Regions from separate parts of the Gossypium hirsutum genome. Here all the other regions are linked to region 1. A link is a contact called in public Hi-C data. All regions are on one chromosome and are shown on one strand. Each heading gives the region's core, a stretch centred on a gene start, on an enhancer-like site or on the middle of the called end of the contact. The rest is flanking DNA. Distances are from core to core; before and after follow the strand shown.

The links. A called contact is a pair of places that touch in the nucleus more often than the background predicts.
Region 2: a contact with region 1 is called in a Hi-C map of leaf, with 5 times the contacts expected there. The contact joins the promoter of LOC121204573 here to the enhancer-like site in region 1. A contact is called at or near these places in 5 of 34 Hi-C or Micro-C datasets (callus, leaf and seedling).
Region 3: a contact with region 1 is called in a Hi-C map of leaf, with 2.7 times the contacts expected there. The contact joins the promoter of LOC107947889 here to the enhancer-like site in region 1. A contact is called at or near these places in 8 of 34 Hi-C or Micro-C datasets (hypocotyl, leaf and petal).

The regions. Positions count from the first base shown.
Region 1 is chrA08:93,003,334-93,007,920 of Gossypium_hirsutum_v2.1, reverse strand. No RefSeq gene overlaps it. Among protein-coding and RNA genes, the nearest start is that of LOC107947894, 36 kb to the left of the region's middle. Within about 2 kb of position 2,525, at least 2 of the 9 cell types and tissues checked have an H3K27ac peak or open chromatin away from gene starts, as enhancers often do. A contact at or near this core is called in hypocotyl and leaf, where this site is marked.
Region 2 is chrA08:93,103,466-93,108,052 of Gossypium_hirsutum_v2.1, reverse strand. LOC121204573 (probable indole-3-pyruvate monooxygenase YUCCA10) reads left to right here and starts at 2,065. Exons shown (of 4, transcript XM_041074651.1): 1 at 2,065-2,752; 2 at 3,075-3,308; 3 at 4,307-4,429; 4 at 4,511-4,587. The coding sequence starts at 2,141.
Region 3 is chrA08:92,913,192-92,917,778 of Gossypium_hirsutum_v2.1, reverse strand. LOC107947889 reads left to right here and starts at 2,572. Exons shown (of 1, transcript XM_016882395.2): 1 at 2,572-3,586. The coding sequence starts at 2,744. The coding sequence ends at 3,205.

The DNA of each region.
Region 1 (4,587 bases), core at 1,276-3,775:
TCCGGGCAGTCTCTGAGAAAATGGTCAAGAGACCTACATCTGAAACATGCTTAATTTCATATCCTAGACCTCATAATGATCATAAAATAATTATTTTAATGTTGGATTTGTGGTCCCAAAACCACTATTCTGGCTAGGCCCTAATTCGGGATGTTACACAAGTCATAACCTATGATGATGGATTCGATCTGGGTTTCCTAAGAGAGATAATTGGTGGAGGTAAGTTTGATGGAGTTGTGGATTGTGACCAAGGTTAGGGGACTGTTTAACTCGTGAGTGTTTGGGAGGATAGCGTGAGTATTTCCAGTTGCCATTAGATAAGAGTTGATCAAATATTCAAGAAGTGGTTAAGGGAGGAATTTTTTTTAAACAAGCAAGTGTAAAAACTAGAAACTTAAGCTCGTATGAGATAGGTACCACTAATACCATAAATAGGAAAGGTAAGGAAGAGGAGAAGATTTGCGGTGAATATACAAATTATATCGTAAAGAATCTACTCTATTACATCAAATATAACTAACTTAGATTGATTCAAAACAAAACACCTACTAGAATCTAGGAATACAAAACAAAATATCATAAAAATAGAGAATCGATTATGTAATCTAGTATGTATTCTTATAAAAAAAATACTTTAAGCTATAATTTTCATATTATTTTAACCATAGTATGTATTCTTATAAAAAAATACTTTAAGCTATAATTTTCATATTATTTTAACCAAAGAATAAGTTAACATGATTGAGTTCATTGATTAGAGTCGGGTATTTCTTATTTGCAAGGTTGTCAAGGAATTAATCTATAGGAGCTACTCTTAATGTTGTTGATTTGATAAGAGTAATTGTTAGACTTTTCTTGCAATTAATTTACGACTAGTCATTGATTAGACTCAATTAATTTAACGGGCTTAGAATGAAGTTAGAAATTATGAGCTAATCATCATAAATTCTGAAACTAACCTGGTACATGAGGGAAGAGCTTTTTTGATTTGGTTAAATCTATTTTATTTTAAAATATTATTTTACATGATTCTACATTTTATTTACTATTTTTGCAACCGTTTAAATACTATTTTTCTTTTAGCCAAAAGATATTTTAACAAATCTGATTATTTCTGTCTCAATGGGATTCACCTATCTTTTGATTTTAATATATTTTTAAGAGTAAAATAATTAATTTTGATGAATTCCACACTCATTACCTAACAAAAATTTATTCAAAAATAAACTTTATGGCTGTTCTTATAACTAACTTATTTATTAGCTTTTTATATAAATATAATTTCAATACGATTAGGTCATGTATCTGATAAAATCTAGTGTTGCATAAGATTCGATAAGCCAACCAACTTTTGTGTTTTGAGGTCTAACTGTATCATCCTTTCCGCTTACCCATTTTCAAGGCCCACTAGTTAGATGGGCTAATAATAGTTACATCCAATCTTTTTCTTAAGATTTTCATTATTTTTGTAGATTCCATAATTAGTAGTAAAAGTCCTACTAGTTGGATTTAAGCCCGATTTTTGCATTTTATTACCATAATTTATATTTATCTAAACCTGATTTAATTTGAAATATGATTTATATTTATAAATGATTAATTTAAGCTTATTTTAAATCTATTCATATTATTATTTTTAATTTAATAATTTAATAATTTTATTTTTTTATATTTATTTAAAATTTATATATAAGTAATTTATTATCTTTTTAATGTTCACATTATAGTATTATATATTACTATAAAGATTAAAATATGCCATAAGTCCCTATACTAATCATAAATTTAAAATTTAGTCCTTATACTTTCATTTTTAGGAATCTAGCTCATTTACATTTTAGATTTCAAAATTCAGGTCCAACTCTTAACACTAAGATTATTTTTTTTAATTCATGTTCTTACAACATCATGCTTTTAGTTACACTACTACTAAGTTTTTTTTTTAAATTTCAAAATATCACACAAATAAATTTAACAAAAAAATTAGCAACGTTAATAATTGAACTTGAATTTTGAAATCTGAAAAGTATAGAGACAAAATTCTAAATTTGTGAAAAGTATAGAAACTTATGACATATTTTAAGCTACTATAAATTTAACTTTTATGTGTTATAAATTACATGATAGATACAAATAATATAATGTAATAAGGTTCATATTTGGTACATTGACAGTTTATTTTTTTTATTCCATAAGCAGTCTTAAAAAATTTATAATGTCTTTTTTTAATATTTTACTATACTTCTATTGAACACTTGTTATGTTTCTAACTTACTCGTGGAGCCTAAAAATTTCACTAGTAGTAGAATAAATATTTCTCAATGTAGTATATTAAAAACAAAAAAATAAGTCGAATTAAACTGAGTTTAGAGTCTTAAATATTCAAACTCAAACCCGAAATACTCTTGTATACGATCCGACGGACTTGTGGGCGTTGACTCCTTTTGTTAGCAGTGAGTATCCTACCCATTTTGTCTCACAATTGTGGGGTTTGGTTCCTTAGGTTTCTCACTGACAAACATGGTCTCCGATTGGATCCCTTTCCATTTGGGAACTAGAGTTTGCCCATGTTGTTTGGAGCTGAGCTCTTGGGCCATTTGAACATTTGTTTTCCACTTATTATATATCGTTTTTGGGTTTTTTAGTCTTGGACTGTTCCTATTCTACTAATAAATAACTGGGCAAACTATACCAATTATCTTTAAATTTTTATTAAAATCAAATTTTAGTTATTTAACTTTTAAAAGTTACATAATTATCATTAAAGTTATCAAAATATTATATTTTGGTCACTTATCCGTTAACCTCCCGTTAAGAGGATGATGTGACACGTTAATTTAAAGAGTTAATAATCAATTTAGCCTTTGAACTATAACTAAAATATCATTTTGATGCTTTTAAAGTTTTTCTTAATAATAATTCTAAAAAATTTAAAGGGTAAACTACTCAGATAGTCACCCAAGTTTTAACGTGTTCTTATTTTGGTCACCAATTTTTTGTTGTTGTTAATTTAGTCACCCTATTAGGTTAATTGTCATTTCTAGTCACTCCACCATTAAAATGTCTTGGTTACTAAACAAAATGTTGACATGGCAATCTTTTGATTTATATAATAAATTTAGCCTTTTAACACCTTACATACTCTGTCAATTTATTCTTAATTCTAAAAATTTCAACAAATTTAACCCTCAATATAAGCACATTTTGTCAATTTAGTTTAAATTAAAAAAATAGAACTTGAAAATATATCAAATTTATTATGAAAAGACATAAAAATATAAATTATTAAATATATATATATAAATTAACATAAAGGCTTAAATATGAATTTGGCTAAGGGATTTAAATCAATATTTCTTGAATTTTTAACAAAATATTTTAGGAATTCAACAAATTTTACCTTCAATTTCTCTTAAATTTTTTGAACAAATATTTCCTTTTCATCTTTAAACCCCATCAAGCTAAACGAGTCATTTGAATTAATTTTTTTGAATCAATCACTACCAAATCCAACCAGCACCATGATCAAACAGTTGGTTGAGGGATTCAAATAAGAAAGCCTTGACTTATAGAAACATCACAAGTTTTATTTTGGTGGCAAAGTGTAGGGCTCTGAGGGATTTAAATGCTTAAGGCTAAGTGGTGCTTCATGATCGTTTTTCCTCATTAAGAAAAATGTGAAATTGAGTTTGAGCGTGTCTATATAAAAAAATTGACTTTGGGTGTGGATTTAACGATGAATGCTCGATGACGAAGTGATGATGGATTTTTGGGTCTGGTAAAGTTGGGTATAGATTTGATATGATATTTAAGATTGTAAGGTTTGGTAGGAGTATTAGAACAATGGGAAGCCTAAAGATGAAGGGATGAGCGTTGTTTTACAAAGTTTATCCCTTTTGTTTGGTTGACCAGAAAATCTGGTAATAGGAAAGAAAATTTTGAACATTTTTTCTTGTAATTTTTTAATCGCAATGTTGTGCAGTTGAATATATCAAATGTAGGAGCATTTTTTGAGTTTTCATGGTTTTGAATTATAACTAAGGAAACTTTACTTACTTCGATTTTGGGTTTTGATTTTTTTTAATGTTTTATATTTTTTAATATCTTATTTATATATATTTTTAAATTTTTTAGAATTAGGACCAAATGGCAATTAAACATTTATGTAATGTTATATATTTTTTAATATTTTATATTTTTATGTCTTTTTGTAATAAATTATATATTTTTCAAGTTTTTAAAATTATAAAGTTTTTGAATTTGGACTAAATTGATAAAATGTGCAAACATTAAGGGTTAAATTTATTGAAATTTTCTAGAATTAGGACCAACTTGACAGGATATATAAAGTGTTAAGGGCTAAATTTGTTATTATAGCAATCAAAAGACTACCACATCAGCTTTCGTTCAGTGACTAAGGCATTTTGACGGTAGAGTAACTAAAAATGACAATTAATCTAATGGAAGTCACTAAATTAACAAAAAGAATTAATTGACCAAAATACGAACACATTAAAACTTAGGTGACAAGTAGTTTACCCTTGAAATTTTTTAGAATTGTTATTAATTTTTTTTTGAAAGTATCAA
Region 2 (4,587 bases), core at 816-3,315, 100 kb before region 1:
TATGCATGTACCTTTTAGATTTTATATAAAAAATAAAAATATCTTTAAAAATAATATTTATTTCAGATAAAAATATTTTTAAATATTATTTGTTGTTTGGTATAAATAATAACTTTTTAGTAGAGTAATTATTCTGTCTAATATTAATAGAGTAAAAAATTCAACAAGTATATATAAACTAATGCCAAGCGTTTTTTTTAATTATTATTTTATTATACTCTACAAACAAATGACATCAATTTAGATAGATTTTTTTTTACTCCAGCAACAATATATAAAATAATTATATTTTTAAATAAATTTGGGATTAATTCATCATAGAAATTAAGTAAAATTTTTAAATAATAATAGTATGAGTAGATGTTTTTTTTCTTATTTGAATACAAAATTTATATTTTTACGACATTAAAATCGAAAATTATGATTTATTGTAATAACTATCACACCATATTCACTTATAATTAATTTTTTATATAAAATTTTAAAAAAAAATCTAATCTATGAGATTCATACAACAATGTCCTAGGTGTAACTAAAATAGATATTATATATAATAGCTTAAAATATGCTTTTAAGTACTTATTTTTTTTTGTATATTTGAAATTTAATTTTTTTATATTTTAAATTTTAAGTTTAATTGTTAATTCTATTTAAATTTTCTAATAAGTTCACTAATATGATATTTTAAAATAAAAAATATATTCACCAAAAAATCATTTATAACATTACATATTAGACAACAATTCATGCGTAATTTTGAATTTTATCCCTTTTATTAATGGTAACTAATTTTATGAATGAAACTTTAATTTAATAGTAGGGTTAAGATGTTTAGAATTTTGAAATCCCAAATTAAGATCCACTCTTTGTGTAAAACACATATAAATTTTTTTTAAAAATTTATTATAATTTAAATATTATCATGTGTGAGTTATATTTTAATTTTAAATTTATTCTTACTTGATAAGAATTTAATCTTAAATATAATTAATGGAATAATTATAATTTTTTAGGTTTGTAATTTATCCTCAAATTGGGGAAGGTGTCGGTGCCAAACTAATCTATGTGTACACCTAATATTCGTATATTTTGTTTAATTGGTACCAAATTTTGTATTTAATGAATAAAATTTATTTTATTTTGATGTTATTAATATTGGTTTTACAAGAAGATAGTATAATCCAAATGAAAGTGTGTATATCCTAAGAGCATAGGTAAATAAGTTTCCTAATTTAAAAGCACCGCAAGTCAAATCTCAAGTCACTACGTGTAATCACTGCAAATTAACAACACATCTTTATGAGTAATTAAAAATATATATCATTTCCATCATTTTATATTTTTATATCAACTTTTGAAAAATACTTACAAATTATAATATCTTCATTACATCAACTTTTATTATTATAGCTAAAGCCATATTAATCTTTCTTGTAAATTTATAATATAAATTTTTAATTTAATATTCTTAAAATACTCTTAATTAAATTAATGTCATGAGTTAATCAATATCAATTTATAGTTAAAAAAAGCTTAAAACATATTTTTATATAAAGATTTTTATCTTTTTATATAAAATCTTTAAATGAACACGTATTAGAATAACTAAAATCATTAAACCCATTTGTCCAATAACAATTTTATAAATCTTTAAGAAACAATTTTATAAAAGGTAAATTTTACTAATTTTCACTTAATTTGTTTGTCACATAACTATAAAAAGTTACAAAATAGTTATCGAATTTTTTAAATTTATTTTTTTTGGTCACCCAAATTACTCTGTGTAAAAATTAAGAGTTAAGTTTTTTAAAATAAACGCTAAATTACTACAAAATATAAATATTAATGATTAAAATTATTATGTCAATTTTAAAAACTGCCACTATTAATCAGTGATAAAATAATCTTAAAAAATTATCATATACTTCTATTTTTTAAATAGTTTACTATTATCTTTAACCACATTTATCAACCCTTGATCTTCAATCTAAAATCTCCAACCGTAACAAATAATTTCTCAATAAACAATGTGGTACTATAATAGTATAAATATCTGCCCACAGCTGTGTTTCCATCCCCAAGGCAGCGACCCATTCTGCTTGATATCGCGCTACTACATAGCCGGTCATTATCGTCGGGGATGCAAAAAGAACAGGTCATTATCGTCGGAGCGGGCCCTTCGGGGCTGGCCATGGCGGCTTGCCTTAACCACCACTCAATCCCATACATAATCCTTGAAAGAGAAGACTGTATCGCTTCTCTGTGGAAGAAATACGCCTACGACCGTCTCCACCTTCACTTAGACAAGCAATTCTGCGTGCTCCCTCACATGCCCTTCCCCGACTCTTACCCACGTTTCGTCTCCAGACAACAGTTCGTAAGCTACTTAGACGACTACGTTTCTCGTTTTAAGATCAGCCCTTTGTACCGTCGGACCGTCGAGTCAGCAGAGTTCGACGGAGAGACCGGGAAATGGATTGTTAAGGCCAGGAACTTGGGTTCTGGCGAGGTGGAGGAGTTGGAAGGGAGGTTCTTGGTGGTGGCTAGCGGTGAAACGAGCGACCCTTTTACGCCGGTGATTGAAGGGCTTAATACTTTCCCCGGCGATGTTCTTCATTCGACGCGGTTCAGAAATGGGAAGGCGTTTCAAAACCAGAAGGTTTTGGTTGTGGGGTCGGGGAATTCGGGCATGGAGATCGCTTTTGACCTTGCCAATCATGGTGCCCAAACTTCTTTAGTTGTTCGAAGCCCGGTAATTAACAAGTTGAACTTTGGTTCCATAGTCCTCGAATTTCACATAATTTATAATTTTATTAATTATTCTAATAAATTAATAGGATTATTTTTTTCAAATAATGTTGATATAAATCTTTTTGTGATGGAAGTTGTATCTTCAACTTGCTAATGATTTTATTAAAACTAAAATATTAAATAATGTGAAGGGGTCAACTAATGACTTGCCTTGATATCAAATCATTACCAAGGACTAAAACCATATTTAACTTGTAGTTGTTTGTAATGGTTGAAGTGATGAAACCGGTTAAATTACTTGCAATGGTTGATATGTTTTGCAGGTTCACGTTCTTTCAAGGGATATGATTTACTTGGGGTTAATTTTGGTGAAGTATATACGGGTAAACTTGGTGGACTCGTTAATGGTGATGCTTAGCAAGCTTGTTTATGGGGACTTGTCCAAGTACGGAATCTACAGGCCCAAGGAAGGTCCATTTTTCATGAAAGCTGCCTATGGAAAATACCCTATTACTGATATTGGTACATGTAAGAAGATCAAGTCCCAGGAGATTCGGGTAATATTATTGTCATTTTCTCTACCAATTACTATGTTACAACTTCCATTAAAAAAAATGAATTTTTAATTATTGTTGTACATATGGTCAAATCAATCGAACTGAAAATTGATAATATAACCGATTGATTGGTATTCTTGAAGGAAAAAAGGAAATGAGGGTACGAGGGTTTGTAACAATAACGTGAACAAAAAAAGTTGGTGATGTCATTTGCAATTAACAAAGGCCTTTCTTAATTTCCTTAAAACCTAAGAATCTCTGTTACATTTTCAACTCTCTTTTACCCTTTATTTATTCACTGCTTTGGTCAATCATAACCGATTGTGACATGAGTTTTATATTATTTTTTGTCCCCATCTCAATTTTAAAAAATACAAATTAATTATCCTAAAAACTTCTAAAAGATTGTATAAAATTATAATTCTATGTTATCTCTATTCTTTTTTAATAGAAAATAACAAATCAAAATTTTTTTTTGATTTTTAATATTTTTTTGTTAGATTTGAATTTTTTTAAGGAGAAAAAAAAGCTAAAAATTAAGAGGAAAAATTTGATTTATCATTCTCCTATTGAAAATGGATAAATATAACGTGGAATTACAGTTTCATACAATCATTTCTCCCAAAAGTTGCATTTTTTTATATTATAATATATTTTTTTTATGTTGATTGAGCCTTAACTCAATTGATATTGACATCGTCACTAGTATAAGAGAACATGACTTGAGAGGACTTATGGGTAGTTTTAATCATTGTATAAAAATAATATTATATTTTATAAAATCTTTTAAAAGCTAAAAATTCTAATTAAAAATATTAAAATAATTATAAAAATAAAAGAGACTTTGGTAAAATTTTCAAAAGGGGAAAATTTGATATGAGCTTGACTGAAATTTTTAATAAAAAAATTGACTGCCCCCGGCCGGGCCCAATTACGGCATCTTGTTTCGCTTAGATATTTGGTTTTCAAATAATCCAAAAATGCATAATATTTTTCAGGTGTTGCCGTCTATATGTAGCATAAGAGGCAACGAGGTGGTGTTCGAGAACGGCACAACGCATCCCTTCGACACAATCGTCTTCTGCACTGGCTTCAAGCGCTCCACTAATGTCTGGCTTAAGGTAACATATCATACCCTGTGTTTTCCCTTCTCAAACCACAACATCAAACTAACTGCGCTTTACTATAATAAACTGAAACAGGGAGATGATTACCTGCTGAATGATGATGGGATTTCCAAGCTGAGTTTCCCAAACCATTGGAAAGGAAAGAATGGCTT
Region 3 (4,587 bases), core at 1,323-3,822, 90 kb after region 1:
TATACGTCGTCATCGTTGGAAATAGAGATGGCATGGGTGTGTAATACATCGAGGACGGAGCTCCAAAAATAAAACTTGGGATAACAGTAGAAGCAAAAAATGTGGTGGAATATATGATGCTTGTGTTAAAAATGGTAGGGTTAGTATACGCACCAGAATAAGACGGTTTATACTGACCAGTGAGTGGTACAACAATTAGTGGTGCAATTTTCGGTGCCGATTCTTGCGTAGTTACTGATGATGGACCCCCCTCGTCAGTCCTTGGATGTATAGAGGCTTGTTGTGGCCTCCTCGTATGCAATTTTCGACCCCTTGCCTCTTCCCCGTACAAGTATCGCTTACCATGGATCCTAAACCATGGCATGTACTCTAGAGCTAACTTCGGAACAATAATAGCCTCGCGAGTAAGTAAGAAATCGTACCTATTATTCCACATGTTGATATATTAGGCGTAGAATACCAGTCAATTCTCATCCGTCTACTCTCACAAGTTGATACGATGCAGATCATCAACGTCTTAAGGTGCCACGGGAATCGATTGTCAGAACTCAAACTGCTGCAACACTCTATCCGACTCGTGCATCTCGACAGTAGCATACACTACCAATGACACCTTCACGTGCTAGATGTTCAGATTCACAAAGAATTCCTCAGTAATGCATTCTCAAATTGTCGAATCCTCATTTGGTGTCCATTCAAACTATATTAAAATAATCAAAACTTTAGTTATACATATATACTACAAAATATCTAATCAACTACTTTAATTAATACAATATAATTTAAACTTAAATAAATTCACACATTCGTTTCCAATAGAAGTCATATTTCTCACAGCTCATTCGATAATCCTATGTAACTCAACCCATGGTTCCACCTATTGAAATAATTTGTTAGCATAATATTATTTAAATTAATTTTATTATGGACATCATATCATCTGATGAATTTTACCTTGTTACGAGTGAGAATGTGTATAGGTAGTCCACTCGAGGACAGTAAAAATGGCAATTGGTACCGCACCCATGATTGCAATAGTAGAATGCAAACACCAATTTTAATTTTATGTGATTGCATCGCTCGACACATTTCCCAGTATTATATCGCCAACACAACGGACCCCCAACTGAGTTCTTAGTTGACAAGTTTCAGCAGCGACATTAGATGGAGAGATTTTGTGACTTATCTAGAATTAGGATACCCCCGATAATTTGAAGGATGTACGCCCGAACGTGTCGTTCTCTTTTGACTTCAACTAAATCCTCATCTAGCCCTTCGTAGTTTCTTCTTAACCAACTCATTTTGGTCCTACCTCATAAATTGTCTCCAAAACCAAACCCTAAAGTTCATCGTATGCACCTCTCCAATCGGCCACGTGAATTGACCCAGTGACTACTGACTCATCCACCGATAACCGCAACTGTAACTACACGTCCTCTAAAGTGATAGTACACTCACCGCATGAAAGATAAAATGTATGCATCTCCGGTCTCCATCTTTTCACCAACACACTTACGAGTGTTGGGTCCAACTTACACCCCCAACCTACAAAGGCCATGTGCGAAAAATCGGCTTCCCTCAAGTATAGTTCAATCAAGGGTGATTGAGGAGTCGGTAGATTACGGATATAACACTCCAAAATTTGATCTTTCGCACATTTACGAAAAAAAATTAAATTTAAATATAACAATGAAATAAAAAAAATTAAACATTGAAATATATCAAAAAATATTCTTACCACTTGCAATTGATCAACGAAAATGTGCTTGTCATCAAAATGGATTAGAGATCCATCCATTTCTAATTTTGAAAAATAAGAATTAATTTTTAATAAAAATTTATTTGCAAAAATATTAAGATAATTTTGATAAAAAATATAATTTAGAGAGAAATAAAATTGAAGTAAGAATTTAACAGAGAATTTGATAAATTTCTTAGAGTGATTTGTGAATTTTGAGAGATATATGAGTGAAATTTGTGGAAATAAAGTAAGGGGGTTTTATAGGGTTTCGAAAAATGTAGTTGTTGGGGGTGATGAGTGCCAACGGCTATTTTAATTAGCTGTGGGGAAAGTAGCCATTGGGGGGTTGCTATTGGGGAAAATGCTTCCAACTGGAAGCGCTTTTAAATGAGTTGGCAAAAACGCGTTCTACTTAGAGTATTTTACTAGCAACACGATAAAAGCGTTTCTAGTTGGAAACATTTTTTTACATTTCACCTGAAAATATTTCCAGCTAAAAGTGTTTTCATTAATCAATTTATTCTTGTAAATTTCTCAAAAATTAACCTAATAAAGTAATTTTTAAAAAGTATTTTATTCTTTAAATAAAACAAAAAAAGAAACTGCCATAATAATAATAATAAATATAATTAGGAACGTGGGGTTCTAGAAGATTTGATATTTATGTGATTGTTAAGCTTCTAGAAGGGTGGGACCTGGCCTACTCTGGTCTGAACTGTGATTCTATCAATATCAACCGTTGCGTTAGCGTATATTTATCTCCTTCTAGAAACCAAAATTTTCTTTTTCATTATAATAAAATTTTCCAATGCGTCAAACACGGTAGCAATAGCAATAGTAGCCCACCCTTCCCTCCTTCTATTTTATTTATTTTTTAATTATTACTTATGAAACTTTCTGATGTATATAGCAAAGGCTTAAATAACCCAAAGTCAGTACCAATAAAAATTTTCTTTTGAATTTCCGTTTTGTTTTTTGCGGTTTGGTAATTACAGGTTATTAATGGGTATCCGAAGAAGAAGAAGTAAAGTTGTTGACGTGTCTTCTTTCTTGCTCTTCGAGGCCACCGGCGATTCGGAATCTGGTTGTAGTTCCGATCCAGCCATGGTTGACATCAGTCACGATGATGATGGTGATGATGATGATGCCGAGTCATGTAGCTGTGATATTGCACCTGATGTTGTTCATGGTGTTGGAGAGGTTGGTGGTAGCTTAAAAAACAAATTTGCAAATGTTGTTGAAGGTGTCAATGATGAAGATGATGACGACGATGACGATGGGGTGGTGGAGCAAAAGGAGGTTCAATTGTATAAAAAAAGTTGCAGGGATGATCAACGTATTAAAGGAGTTGGTGTGGGGAAAGAAAAGAAATCCTCTTCATCAGCTGAAAACTCAAACTCAAGCGAAACCATGAATGAGATGGAAAAGAACAGGCTTTTTTGGGAAACTTGTTTGGCTTCCTAGAAAATCTGGGTTTTCTTCCTTTTTTGGTTCTTATTTTTTTTTTCTCGCTAGCTAAACAAGCATTCATCAGTCGTCTTTTTCTTTTTGTTACATATCACCATATTTTTTAGTTCTTTCGCCTCTTAGGTTTTTCGTTATTTTTTAAAAAATTGAAATTGATGCTAATTGTAAATATATAAACATGATTTTATAAGGAAAAGAAAATCAAATGAATCAATAGATGATTATTTCTTTCATAAATTTAATTTTGCAGTTAATAAAGTTTGCTGCAAATCTGAAATGGAGAGGTGGAGCAGCCAGGCAATGAATATTTCTGGCATTTTCTGATATGGATTCAAATTATGAATAAATGTAACAAAAATGCAGTAAGTTTTAGATTTACTTTCTTTCTTTTTTTTTTCTTTTTTTGATAATGGTGTGTGATAAATATAAATATTTGTAAATATTGATAAAAATATCTATTGGTATCAAAAACTAAAATTGAAGTTATTTATTTGGTTACACTAAAAAAAAAAAGTGAAACATTTGGTTAATCTAAACATATGAATTGGGAGTGGGTAGTAATTTGAATTTAAGTGACATTAGATTTTATTATTGTTTTATAAAATGGGGAGAGTGATTAGAATTGAACCCCAACTCTAAAATCACATAATTCCCAAAATTTACATGCCTTCTTTATAGTGTTTTGGTTAATAGAATTGGAAGCAGAATATAGGTTAAAAAAGACAAAATCACCTTATTATTTTAATAAATCTTTTCAACTTTATACATTTTTTTATTATTATTTAATGCATGTTGAACTAACATTGCAGTTGAAGCTAACCTTCAACTCAGTGAGTTTCCACATTAAATTCATAGAGATTAAAAACCTTCTACTTAAATGATTGCAGCTGAGAACTTACTTTCAAACACCAAAGGTTGCTGCAATAACAAGGGGTTGGGGTAAAATAGTAGATTTTCACTCTTCATTTTCTTTTAACTTTACCCCACATTATATATGTGAAAAGTACTCGTGATGTCGGGACTAAATCATATTAACTCCTATATTATTAAATGTACTATTTAAAAGAATCAAGCTTCAACTATCTTCTTACTTACTCTTAATATAATATCACTTCCTATTTTGACTTTTTTTTTTTAAATTTAATTATACAATTGTTCAAAATGTTCTCTCAACCAATTTTTGAACATTTTGTAACATGAAAATTTCTTCTTTTAGTCCCTTTAAAAGATACAAAATTTTAAGTTAATCTTTTGAACCAACGTCATCTTCCATGATGGTGGTTGTCCTCCCTTTGCTTCCCTTTCAATGGCATCTGTATGGGCATACTAGCCGACCGCTGGATTGGAACCCAGATTGATCGATCTGAGTAAACTGATTC